2 separate regions of the Mus musculus genome follow, and region 1 is linked to region 2. The links are chromatin contacts, called in public Micro-C maps. All regions are on one chromosome and are shown on one strand. Each heading gives the region's core, a stretch centred on a gene start, on an enhancer-like site or on the middle of the called end of the contact. The rest is flanking DNA. Distances are from core to core; before and after follow the strand shown.

Evidence for each region. Hi-C and Micro-C count contacts between places; a contact is called where the count stands out from the background.
Region 1: a Micro-C map of stem cell-derived neural progenitor cells shows a contact between it and region 2, with 2.9 times the contacts expected there. The contact joins the enhancer-like site here to the promoter of Rnf32 in region 2. A contact is called at or near these places in 6 of 39 promoter capture datasets (embryonic stem cells, epiblast stem cells, hippocampal neurons and 2 more), 2 of 484 Hi-C or Micro-C datasets (liver and stem cell-derived neural progenitor cells), 2 of 115 datasets of contacts at active chromatin or transcription factors (embryonic fibroblasts and neural progenitor cells) and 2 of 9 other capture datasets (liver and pancreatic islet).

The regions. Positions count from the first base shown.
Region 1 is chr5:29,247,345-29,253,022 of GRCm38.p6, reverse strand. It overlaps Lmbr1 (limb region 1), which reads left to right. Exons shown (of 17, transcript NM_020295.3): 15 at 214-280. Among named protein-coding and RNA genes, the nearest start is that of Gm42244, 24 kb to the left of the region's middle. Within about 2 kb of position 1,967, at least 28 of the 459 cell types and tissues checked have an H3K27ac peak or open chromatin away from gene starts, as enhancers often do. A contact at or near this core is called in neural progenitor cells and stem cell-derived neural progenitor cells, where this site is marked.
Region 2 is chr5:29,194,738-29,200,654 of GRCm38.p6, reverse strand. Rnf32 (ring finger protein 32) reads right to left here and starts at 4,662. Exons shown (of 10, transcript NM_001289757.1): 1 at 4,543-4,662; 2 at 4,010-4,075; 3 at 2,635-2,729; 4 at 1,817-2,081. The coding sequence starts at 2,649.

The DNA of each region.
Region 1 (5,678 bases), core at 718-3,217, 55 kb before region 2:
TGACTATATGCTTGCACCTATACTCTGTGTTTTGTGGAATTCATAAATATAATTTTAAAGGGAAAGGCTTATTATGTTTAAATTCTACTCTGATAGTGTTGTTAAGAAGTTGCCGGGTGCTCCGGGTATCTGCTCTGCACTGCCCTCCCAAGAGTGCTTGAGGGGTTCTTTGCCTCCTGCTGTCTCCTTGCAAGCCATCCTTTCTTTCCACAGATCATTGGGAATTGTGTGTCAATCTTAGTCTTGAGCTCTGCTTTGCCTGTGATGTCCAGAACACTGGGTAAGTTTGACTAAGAAATGCTCAGTAAAGTCCATGGTTTTATAGATAACTTTTTAAAATCTCTTTAACTTTTTTGCTTTGTAAATTCTTTTTTTTAATTACCTTTAAAATATAATATTATATTATTCTATAGTTCAATTGTGTATAGGGGCATACCAAAGCAAACAAAGACCTTTTTTTTAAGCACTTAAACATTCCTTTCCCAAACAATAGACTTTTTTTTTCTTACTTCATTCATAAGTTGGGCTTTTGAATCTTCTAGTGAGGAAACTGTGACTTTAAAAAAACACTTCAGTGCCTAGAAAATATTAAAAAAAGATCCATGTATGAATATATTTCCAAATGTATAGTGTAATGTGTGCTTTTAAAAAATAGAAACTTGTAAACTTGTTTTAAGCTGTTTTGAGCTCATGAAAATAGAGCTGAGCATGGTGTTGTGCAGTCCCTGGGAGCATACACCACAGGACAGTTTTTAGTCCTGTCATCTCTGTTTGCCTGCCAATCATAATATTTCCTTAAATTATCAATGTACAGGCAGGGTTTACTGTCTTTTAAAAGTAAAAGAGAATTCTATTTTATCGGTGACATAGTTGACTCATAAGTCAGTCATTTGTCCTTTATAATGCACTATTCTAGACTGTGTTCTTGGCTAAATATTATTTCAGACAGATGTTTCTTTTAGGCAGTTCCATATAATTCTCTAGACTTATGTTTTAACTTTGTAAATTAATGTTAGAAAAAGACCAGACAGAGTATATCTGTGAACTCTGTCCCTGGCTTCATTGGCAGTGTAGGCCAGGGGCTTGCTCTGCTCCAAAACTGCCTCCTGAGGGTTCATGCCATCAGTGTTGCAGCTGTGTCAGAAAGCGGGAGCTTTGTAGTAGTCTTGTGTGCTTTGATAACCAGTAGAATTAAAGTATAAGTGTAAAAGAACTTCTCTTCCACAGGCTATTTATTTAGTGAGTGTGTCTCTTTCATGTTTGATTGGTAGGACACATCTGCTTATGGTGAGCTAATACTGAAACATGAAACATGCACATTAGTGCCACCATTTGAAGCTAAATGCTACATCTGTTAGGACAGTCCAGCAGATACTGGGAGTGACCAGCCACCTTTCCATTTTGAACCTTTGAAAATCTTATTTATTGTGCTTTGTTATTTAAAAGTAATTGATAATCATGAATGTATTTCGATTTTGAGGGAGAAAATCACCTGCTGAGTATAGGCTTACTACAAACAAAACAAATTAATGGCAAAATTTACTTTTTGAAGCCTGACAAATTAAATTCCTGAGTAGTTTGCCATAGAGATAAATAAAAAGAAAAAAAAAAAAAACAACGATGGAACAATTAAAATGCAGCTGAGAAGCTCTTGGACCCAGCTGTCCAAACAGGATTAGTGGAGTGTGCTGCGGTACAGTGAGTCATGTGGCGCTGTGGAAGACAGCGGTATGCACTGCAGTACGTGTTATGCCCAGTGGCACTGAATAGATGAAAAGAGTAAATACGTTAAACAGATTCATGGAGGCTTTCTGCAGTATTAAAACAGCAAAGTTCTAGACTAGAGATAAAGCCTTATTTTAGTATTATGGGAAATGCAAACTAGAGAGTTACTGTGTAATCTGCTAATGCTTTAGGATTGAGTCTTTGATTTTAAGAAGGTGAGATACTGATGAGTGTGCCCCTGCTGAAGAGCAGGATTGTGATGCACCAGCTGAAAAGCTTGCGAACAGAATAAAGGACGCATTTACCACATCCCTAGCTGTGAAAATTTCTCTCTCTCCTCAGCTCTCACAAGGAGATCTGACCTCAACTTGATCTCCTTTGCTCCTGTGAGATCAGTCCACAGCATCTGTCATTAGGAGAAATGGGCACACAGCAGAACAGAATATAGGACCTGACATCTGAGTGATGTTTGCTGAAGAGGAGAATTTTAATTATGAATTTAAAGTACACTGATTCCAGAATACCATAGTGAATTTGATGATACAGTTGTTTAAGGAAATGAAAATGTCCAATAGCTGTTTTCTTTTAAAAATCATCAGCTGCTATTGTTGATGAAGTCTATAGCTCGAGGTTTAAGTGCATGATGTGACTAACATGGCCATTGAAGCATTACTCTCAGATAGCTTACTACATTTGAATGGGGGAAGTGGATTCATTGAAAAATGTGCGCTAAATAACTTAATAAGCTTATCACTTGCTACAAAGAAGTTGTGAGGGTTATTTTGAACAGGCATTTTAAGTCAATGAAATGAATGTAGTTTATTGTATGTAGTAAATGTAAGATTTTTTTGCATTCAACCCTTTAAAACCTGTAAGAGCATTGCTGTGCCTCCCGAGAGCTGACACATTGTTCTGGTGTGTGGTCAGACTTTGGTTATAAAGAATCCCTATTTTGGCATAGTGGATGCTCTTCTTTTAAGTAATAGATCACTGTTTAATTTAATACATGCCAAGTATAATGAGAGGAGATGGTTGCGACAGGTTGGAATCAGAGCAGTTAATCAGTTCCCTGCAGATGCTCAGCCATGTGTTTTGAAGAACATCTCAGATACTGACAGTGTGCTGTTCACTTCTTGGCTGGGAAGACAAGTGAGGTTTTTTTCATCACTCTTCATCTGAAGCCCCAGAGAGGTTTTCCTTCAAGTTCAGGCAACAGTTTTTGAAATATGTTTGCTAGTTATGTTTTAAAACTATTTTTATCTTAGAAACCATTTCTGCACTTTATAACTAACTAGTTATGCAAGGCCAAAATGCTGACTTACAAAAGTATGATACTAAAACAAAAGTAGTCTTTCAGATCAGCTTGTATATAGTTTAGGTATCTCCATTTGTTTGGTTTTTTTGTTTGTTTTTCGAGACAGGATTTCTCTGTGTAGCCCTGGCTGTCCTGGAACTCACTCTGTAGACCAGGCCGGCCTCGAACTCAGAAATCTGCCTGCCTCTGCCTCCCGAGTGCTGGGATTAAAGGCGTGTGCCACCACTGCCAGGCTCAGTTTTATTAAAGACAACAAATAAGATGTTTTAATTAACTTATGTTTGAACACTAAATCTGTATATCTGGTTAGGATTTCTAAGAATAAGGAATTGCTGCAACTCTCCTGCATTCCATGTGAGAGTCAGAAGAGCCGCTGGTGATAGTCCTTAGCTCAGGCCTCCCTGGCCATGCTCTTCAGTGCTATGCGGGCATGGCAGTCAAAATGTAGCCTGCTGATGTAGTTCCTAAGCTGTAGTCTGTATGAAAGTAATTCCATTTGGGATTATCTGGTGAGAAGACGCCTTCAGAGTCTACTTTAACATGTGAAGTGAAGGTGCTGTTGTCCGAGCTCTATACTAGAGAGCCTTTACCTACCCAAGTGAGTATCTCCAGTGGAATGCATGCTTTGAGACAAGGGACAGGCCATCTCAGTTGTAGGATATTTTTAAAATGAATTATATACATAAATACATAAATAGACTGTATTTATAAGAGTTAGATTGGGCTGAAGTGGCTTCTGGACCTGGAGGGCATCATCCTGAGTGAGGTAGCACAATCACAAAAGAACTCAAATGATATGTACTCACTGATAAGTGGATATTAGCCCAGAAACTTAGTATAGCGAGATATAAGGTACAATTTGCAAAACACATGAAACTGAAGAAGAACGAAGGCCAAAGTGTGAACACTTTGCCCCTTCTTAGAATTGGAAACAATCACCCATGGAAGGAGTTACAGAGACAAAGTTTGGAGCTGAGACAAAAGGATGAACCATCTAGAGACTGCCATATCCAGGGATCCATCCCATAATTAGCCTCCAAATGATGACACCATTGCATACACTAGCAAGCGTTTGTTGCAGGGACTGCGATATAGCCGTCTCTTGTGAAACTAGGTCGGGGCCTAGCAAACACGGAAGTGGATGCTCACAGTCAACTATTGGATGGATCACAGGGCCCCCAATGGAGGAGCTAGAGAAAGTATCCAAGTTGCTAAAGAGATCTGCAACCCTATAGGTGGAACAACACTATGAACTAACCAGTACCCCGGAGCTCTTGTCTTTAGCTGCATATGTATCAAAAGGTGGCCTAGTCGGCCATCACTGGAAAGAGAGGCCCATTGGACTTGCAAACTTTATATGCCCCAGTACAGGGGAACGCCAGGGCCAAAAATTGGGAATGGTTGGGTAGGGGAGTTGGGGGGGAGGGTGTGGGGGAACTTTTGGGATAGCATTGAAAATGTAATTGAGGAAAATATGTAATAAAAAAAATTCAAGATACCATTTTCATTAATTTTTGAGACTATCATGTTTACATACAATGTGCTTTAATAATATTCACCCTACTCCCTTTAACACCTCCCAGTCTCCTCTCAACTTTGTGTCATTTTAAAAGTCCACTGATGCTTATTCGTGTTGCCCATAGTCTTGGGCCCTCTAGTGGAGCATGGTCTACGTACCTAGGGTCATATTATTAAAGAAAACTGTTCTCCCTCCCCAGAAGTCATCAGCTTCAAAAGCTTCCCAACCAAGGTGGGTGGGGCTCATGAGCCCTTCCATACTGGAATGCTGCCTGACTCTGTACGGTGCAGGTCTTGTGCAGGCAACCACAGCTGCTGTGAGGTCATGTGTTCAGAAAACATGGTTTGATTCAAGTGCTCCCCAACCTCTGGCTCTTGTAATCTTTCTGCCCCCTCTTTGTTGATGAGATCCGAGCCTTGGTTGGGAGCTGTGATACAGATGTTTTCATTGTGGCTGAGCACTGATATATTTAGTTTTTGCATTTTGATCAATTGTGAGTTTCTATGTTAACTACTGTCTACTTCGCAAAGAAAATTCCTTGATGAGGCCCGATAGCTGCACTAATCTACAAGTATTAGAGATAGTGAATTTAGGGGACAGATTGATATATCCAGCTCTCCAACCATGGATTCCTGGTCAGATTTGTAGTATGAGGCATATATTTCCTTTGGTGGAGCAGGTCTCAAATCTAATCAGAAAGTAATTGGTTGCTCCCATAACACTCATGCCAGTTTGCCCCCATATGCTTGCCTCATGGTTGTTATGTTGTTCACAAGGCTCACAGCTGAGTCAGACTGTTCATGACCCTCTCTCCCCCAGCACCCTGTAGCACCTTCTAGTATTGTGAGAGCCAGAAGGAAGGACATTTTCGGTTGAGTACCAGCTGGATTTCTCTATGTGCTGTGGCCAGAGTTTGTGGTCTGGCCATGCTTTCAGTCCTAGTTCTTTCTTCTGTTTCCAGAAGCCACTTTGTTCAGTTTTTCAGATTTTTATTTTCCTGGAGGTGAGTGCATGTACTCAATAGGAAACCCAGGTAATTGCACCTGGGTATTACTTTGTTTCAAAATCTTTTGTTGGCTTTGCTGTTCTTTCTGAATTCCCTTAACTCTCTGATTCCCA
Region 2 (5,917 bases), core at 3,413-5,912:
TCTTGGCTGGCCATTCTGAACGTGTAATCAAAAGTAAAACTTTCTTCCCTTACCCCAGCAGCTAAAGGAATAAAAGGGGTGCAAATGAGATAACTGGCAATGAGTGAGTTTCCTCTCCATGCTGTGCAGGCCTCCCACTGTGTCCTGTCACTGACCCCTGCACACACTATAACACAACGTCCCTAAGCAAACCTATTTTCCATGCCTAGTCACCTAGGAATGTTTTATTTCTAACTTTCTAGTATAAAATGATTTCAGACTTACAATAGATTGTAAGAATGTGATGAAGAATTCTATGGTCTTAATATGCTGGTATAATGCTGAGTACCAGGGAATTAATGTGAGCTAATTATCAACTGCAGCCCTGCTCCCTTATCCTTGGTTGTGCTGTCTGAGGCTCCCATGATTCACTGTCAGCTACCATCTGAAAACAGTCAATGGCACATTCCAAAAACAAGTCAGAAGGTTTTTTCCCCCAGTCTAAGCAGCACAATACAATCTCACACTGCCCTGTGCTTCATTCTTGCCTAGTGTATCCAGGCTGTGTATATGATGTGCCCTTTGTCCCTCTGCAGTTTTCTTGGTGATAAGAGAGACTGTGGCAGTATTATAGTCTTAGGGTTTGTTGTCACTGCAGAGCAACACAGCAGAGTTGCTAGTCACCCAGATGTACCCAACACAGGAAGTAAAGCGCTTCCTTCAAGTGGGAAAGGGGAAAGTTTTTGATTTCACAGAAAGCAATTGTGTGCAGAGGTTGCCAAGATAAGACGAAATCGTCTATGTGCCAAACTTTAAATATAGAAAAATAGATTCCCAAGAATTTTACAATTATATTTCTGCAATACTCATATTGGCCTATGGTGGGATCGGCGGGAAGAGGGAATTTAAGGCAGCTTGAACCACACAGTGAGACTTTCTCTCAAAGAAAAAGTTCTGGCCCCAAAGATAAAGTGTATTAACAGGGATCCAGTTAAGATGGAAGAGACACTAAATTTGTGGATGTTATTCAAGCAAATGGCAAAGTGTTTCATTCACCAAAAAGCACCGAGGCTGTGAGAATTCTGGCAAGAAGTTCCTCAGAATAAGGAACATGGAGACAGTCAGTTCAAGTAAGGATCACCACACAAATTCTCGGAGACGTTTGGGCTGAGGAGTATGAGCGCCATTGCTGGCCTATGCACAGCTGGAGACACTGCTGCCTCAACCGGAGGGAGCTTACAGAGGAGGGACACCAACCAACGCTGGTCTCAATTCAATGGAACCAGGCTCTTTTAAAAGAAGTGAGATGGAAACTACATTTACAAAACAAAAAGATACAGACAAATGCCTGTAGTCAAGGCACTCAGGAAGTTGAGGCGGGGAGATTAAGAGTTGAAGGCCAGCATGGGCTATAGAAGGAGACTCCCAAAGCCAAGAAAAATATGCAAGGGAAGGACAGCAGGACTTCAAAATACAGAGGCACAAATCCAACTCTGGCAGTATGTGGAGTGCCACAGGGCACATGACAAAACCAGGCACAATGTACACACCCAGGAATTCAGACTCACAAAAGCAAGTCACCTGCCCCTGTTGCTGCAGCGTAGTCAAAGAGTATTGCCAACAGCCATCTTGTTTATGGACAGTTCTCCAAAGTGAAAAAAAACCTTGGCAGATGAAGAGTTGGCATTAAAGCCTTATTAACAACACTCTTGGCTGCTAATAAAATGAAAATGTCATGGTTGTCTCTTTACCCCAAATATAGCATTGCTTCAGCCTGACAAGGCTACACTGGGTTAATTAGCATTAAGCCAAAGGAAAAAAGATCAGGTTAGCTTACCTAAAGTTAATGGTGGTGGTGTGGGGTCTAGAACATATTCCTTCTCTGGATCTTCCATGTTAGGACCCTCTGTAGATTTTCTAAGCCCAGTATCTATGATGGCTGTTGCATCTCTTTTGAGAGATTTTGACTTCTTCTCTTTCTTTCGTGCTTTTATCTTACAAGGATCTGCTACCGAGAGATGTCCAAGTTGAAGATCATGTAATAGGTGGTCCTGTAAGGCAACTGCAGTGACTGCTAAGTTACCTTTGTTAGATGAACGATCCTAAAAACATGGGAGTAGGAGGTCTTATTTAGTGGACCAGCATGTAACACCATTTAGAAGAAAACGGAGGCCTTGTTGTTCCCTGGTGGCAGATCACCAAGTCAGTGGGAAGGAATGTCAGAGCAGTACCTAAGCAGAGCAAATCCCAGGCCCAACATCTATGGTAGAAATAAAGGGCAATCTTTCCAATTAGTTACTGGAGCCTTAATTATAAACCAATAAGTTCAAACCTGTGGGTGCTTAACTAAGACCCTGCTGTTTTGCTGTAACTAAATTAGACTCCAGGCAAACCTTAAAAGGAATCTTGCTCTTAAGTATAAGCTCTCTGGTGAAAACTTAAACATTTCTTGCAGGACCAGGTCCCTGAGCCAGGAGATGTGTGCAAGCAGCACCCTGAGACTGTCTGTTACCCATATCACATGCACCTCCCACTTCTGCTCACAGTTTCCCCAAGATCACAAGGTTTGTAAACTATTTTTATACCTGCAGAAAGTCCAGCTAGGCTACCCCCTGTAAATAAAAGCATGGGTCTGTTCTCAGGAGGATGGAGTACCTTATTTCTTAGCATGCTGTATCAGGAATCAGGAAACACTGTGGTGTGGCTTTAACGATCTCTAACATCACGTTACGATAACTTCCATTCTTCTGCTGTAACAGAAAGTAAGAGTGCATGTAAACATCCAAGTCTACGAGGGCTCTGGGGATGGTAAAAGGAATGCCAGCCACAGAGCAGCGTGAGCTGCCCTGTCTAATTTACATAGTCCTAACCCAATCCAGCCCTGTCCTCAAAGAGCTTACCATGGTACTAGAAAGAACAATCTAGAAGCAAAACCAGAGTCTTAGAGCAAAGTCTTAGACCAAAGTGAGACACTAAGTAAATAAACAACCCTTGAAGACAACATTTAGCCCAAGTCTTAAAGAGAGAAATGTGTGTGCTAGATGGCAGGAGCAAGAGCAGAGATGCCCAGGAAAGCAGCATGCTGTTTGTGTTTTGGCAAGAAGGGAAACAATGAAGAAGATGGGTGTATGGCACATGCCGACTGCCTTCAACCTGGCCAACACACAGGCGGACAGAATATGGGGGACAGATACCGAGTCCCAATCTGCTTTCTACTTTTTTTGGGCAAGCGACTTAAGCATCTCTGGCTTAGTTTTGCATTTATAAAAAAAAAAAAACCACAAAAATGCTGACATTGCAGGATTATTATATTAAGAGAAAACCTCCTTAAGGGCTTCCAAGGGACTGTTCTGCATAAGATACTCATAAATGGTGACTGTTGCTCCAATTCCCTTAAAAATGAGGGGACAGACTGGGTATTAACCCTTCTAGTTTTGGGACCAGGCTGTCCATAATATTCTACAGTGGAGAGAAAAAGCACCTTTTAAAAAGCAACCTAAGGGAATAGTATCAAGGAGCTAACTTTCAGAAAGGTGCTCACAGAGCAGCTTAGGCATTCATGCATACATGGGGCCCTGGGTTCTAACCCCAGCACTGCAACACACACTTGAAAAGATTACAGGAAAGTAAGTCCCATAGGAACTAATGTGTGAGACACCTGATTTAAGACAAAGAACCAGCAGCTGTTCAGACCCTTCAGAAGCCTAGGGCAGTTTTCAATGTGCTCACGTTCCCCTTACTTCTCAGTGCTGGCATGGAGATCTATGAGAGAAGTTTGTATGCAGTATTCCTTACCGTGGCCTTGGCTGGAGGAAGGCATGTAAAATACTAAAGGGTCACTGTTATTATTTTCCAAATTCAAAATGCCTGTAATTTGGCAACGCCAAATATGCATCATAAAAAAGTTCACTTTTTCAACAAGATTCATACCATCAGTAACCATAGGTAGCTACTTAGTCTACAATTTCACCAGGTTTTTATTGTACCGTTGTAACTAACATCAAGGTAAGAGCGTTAAAAATTGCCTTACCATAGTCCCATAGTATTAGCAAACTGACAATTGAAAGGATAACGAAACGTGTCAGATGTAGTCCAACTGTATGAGAAAACATAGAGAAGAGGTGACCCGTTAGTTTAGCAACAGGTGAGAAATACACAACCTCTGCCTGGCACTGACAGCCACAACAGCAAACTGCCTGTTTGTAATTAGCTTGCGCACGGTTAGGAGGCTGTGCTAGGTAGGAAAACACAGGACTAGGCGACAAGACATTTAATCACCAATTGTTTTCAGTGATCAGAAGGCAATTAATAAACGCGTCAATAGAAATGCACTGGAGAGATGGCATATAAATTTAAAATACGCCCCCAGAGACAAGAGAAGTCGTTGGAAATCTGGTCCGTGAGGTCCCTCGTTATATCACAGCCTTGTGCAGCGCAGGCAGGATCCGCGGACCGACCACAGCGACCCGGACCTCCCGCCCCAACACTACCCCGCGTTCGGCTCTCGCTCCCTTCTCTGCACCAGAGCTTTATACTTCAGACAGCGCTGCGGGACAAACTCACAACGGCCTTTCCTGTCCCTCAGCTGCACCTTTTCTGAACGGCTCCTCGTTGCCACGGCAACCAGCGGCCTCTGCGCTTCTAGGTGCGCACGCCCGCCGGCCGGCTCCGCCTGGCTCTCAGTGCGCATGCTCGCAGGTCCCCCCTCCTCCCCCCCCCCCCCCCCCCGCAGTCTGGCCAGACATCCCCCAACCCCCTTCATCTCACCTGCTGCGAGCGGCTGGCTCCGCCCGCGCTTACATCATGGCTCCGCCCCTCGCGTATCGTCAGCGTCCGGCGCTGGTGCGGTTACGTCGTCGTGAGGCGCGCGTCCTAGGCGCGTGGAGTGGCGTGCACGGGCTCTCCCGTCTCTTCCTCGGACGTGTGGTTTTTGAATGGCGTCCTTTCCGCTGCCCTCCAGCCAGGCTGCGTGATGCGTCCCGAGGATGCGCTGACCCGTGCGGCTCTTTGGAGTGCGCTTTCTGCTGTCCCCTCAGTCGAAAGACTTGATAACGGCCCCTCGACTGTTTTGCGAGCTGTGTGGCGTCGCCATCCGCCCTCCTACTGTTGTCACGATTGTGTCTTGGCTCCCGGTATCGTGTGGCCTGTTGTGTGTTGCGGGATGCAGGCCTTTTCACGTTCGCCCCTTCTAGTGGCTCCTTCCAAGATCTAGGGTCTCAAGGCTTCTCTGAAGGTGAGGGTGGAGAGAGGTGTCCTTGCGGCTCCTGGCCTTCTGCACTCTGAGACATTGCCTCCTACCCCTCTTAAGTCTGCATCCCCGCGCTGTCCTTTGAACCAGGCTTGATTCCCTGGGGTCCTTTAAAAGTCTTTCACTTCTTGGTGCCAAGCAGAAATATTGTATTGATTTTTCTCCTGCCTGGAATGCCTTTTTGTACTTTAATTGTACATAATTCACCTGGAAGTGCAAAGAAAACACAAGAAGGCGAGATCCTCCATAAAGTAAAGTCTACAGAAGTTACCGAGCTGGAAGATTGGTATTCTGTCACTAAGAAGTCCCAAAAGTCATTATAAATCTGGTACACATGATAAGTCTCTGGAACAATATAATTTTAAACTCCACTTAAAAGTTACAGATTTTTTTCTTGGCAATGAACTTTCTGGATTGGCTCTTACTACTTGAAGCTTGTAGAAGCAGATTAATAGCAGGCCAACTGTTTTAAAAGTCAAATTCACAATGAGTTAGTTATGAATTTTCACATGCTAGTTCAGGTGCTTTCAAGAAGTAGTATAATCTTAGCTTTTGTTTCAGTGAGTGATGCTTTTAGGAGAGCAGTAGGCCCACCTTTGTGCTCTCCTAAGACTGGTTTTTATTGAAGCCTAAGAGGGTAAAGCTTTTGGATGCCATTAGCTAGACCTGAGTTTAAACCTACATTTAACT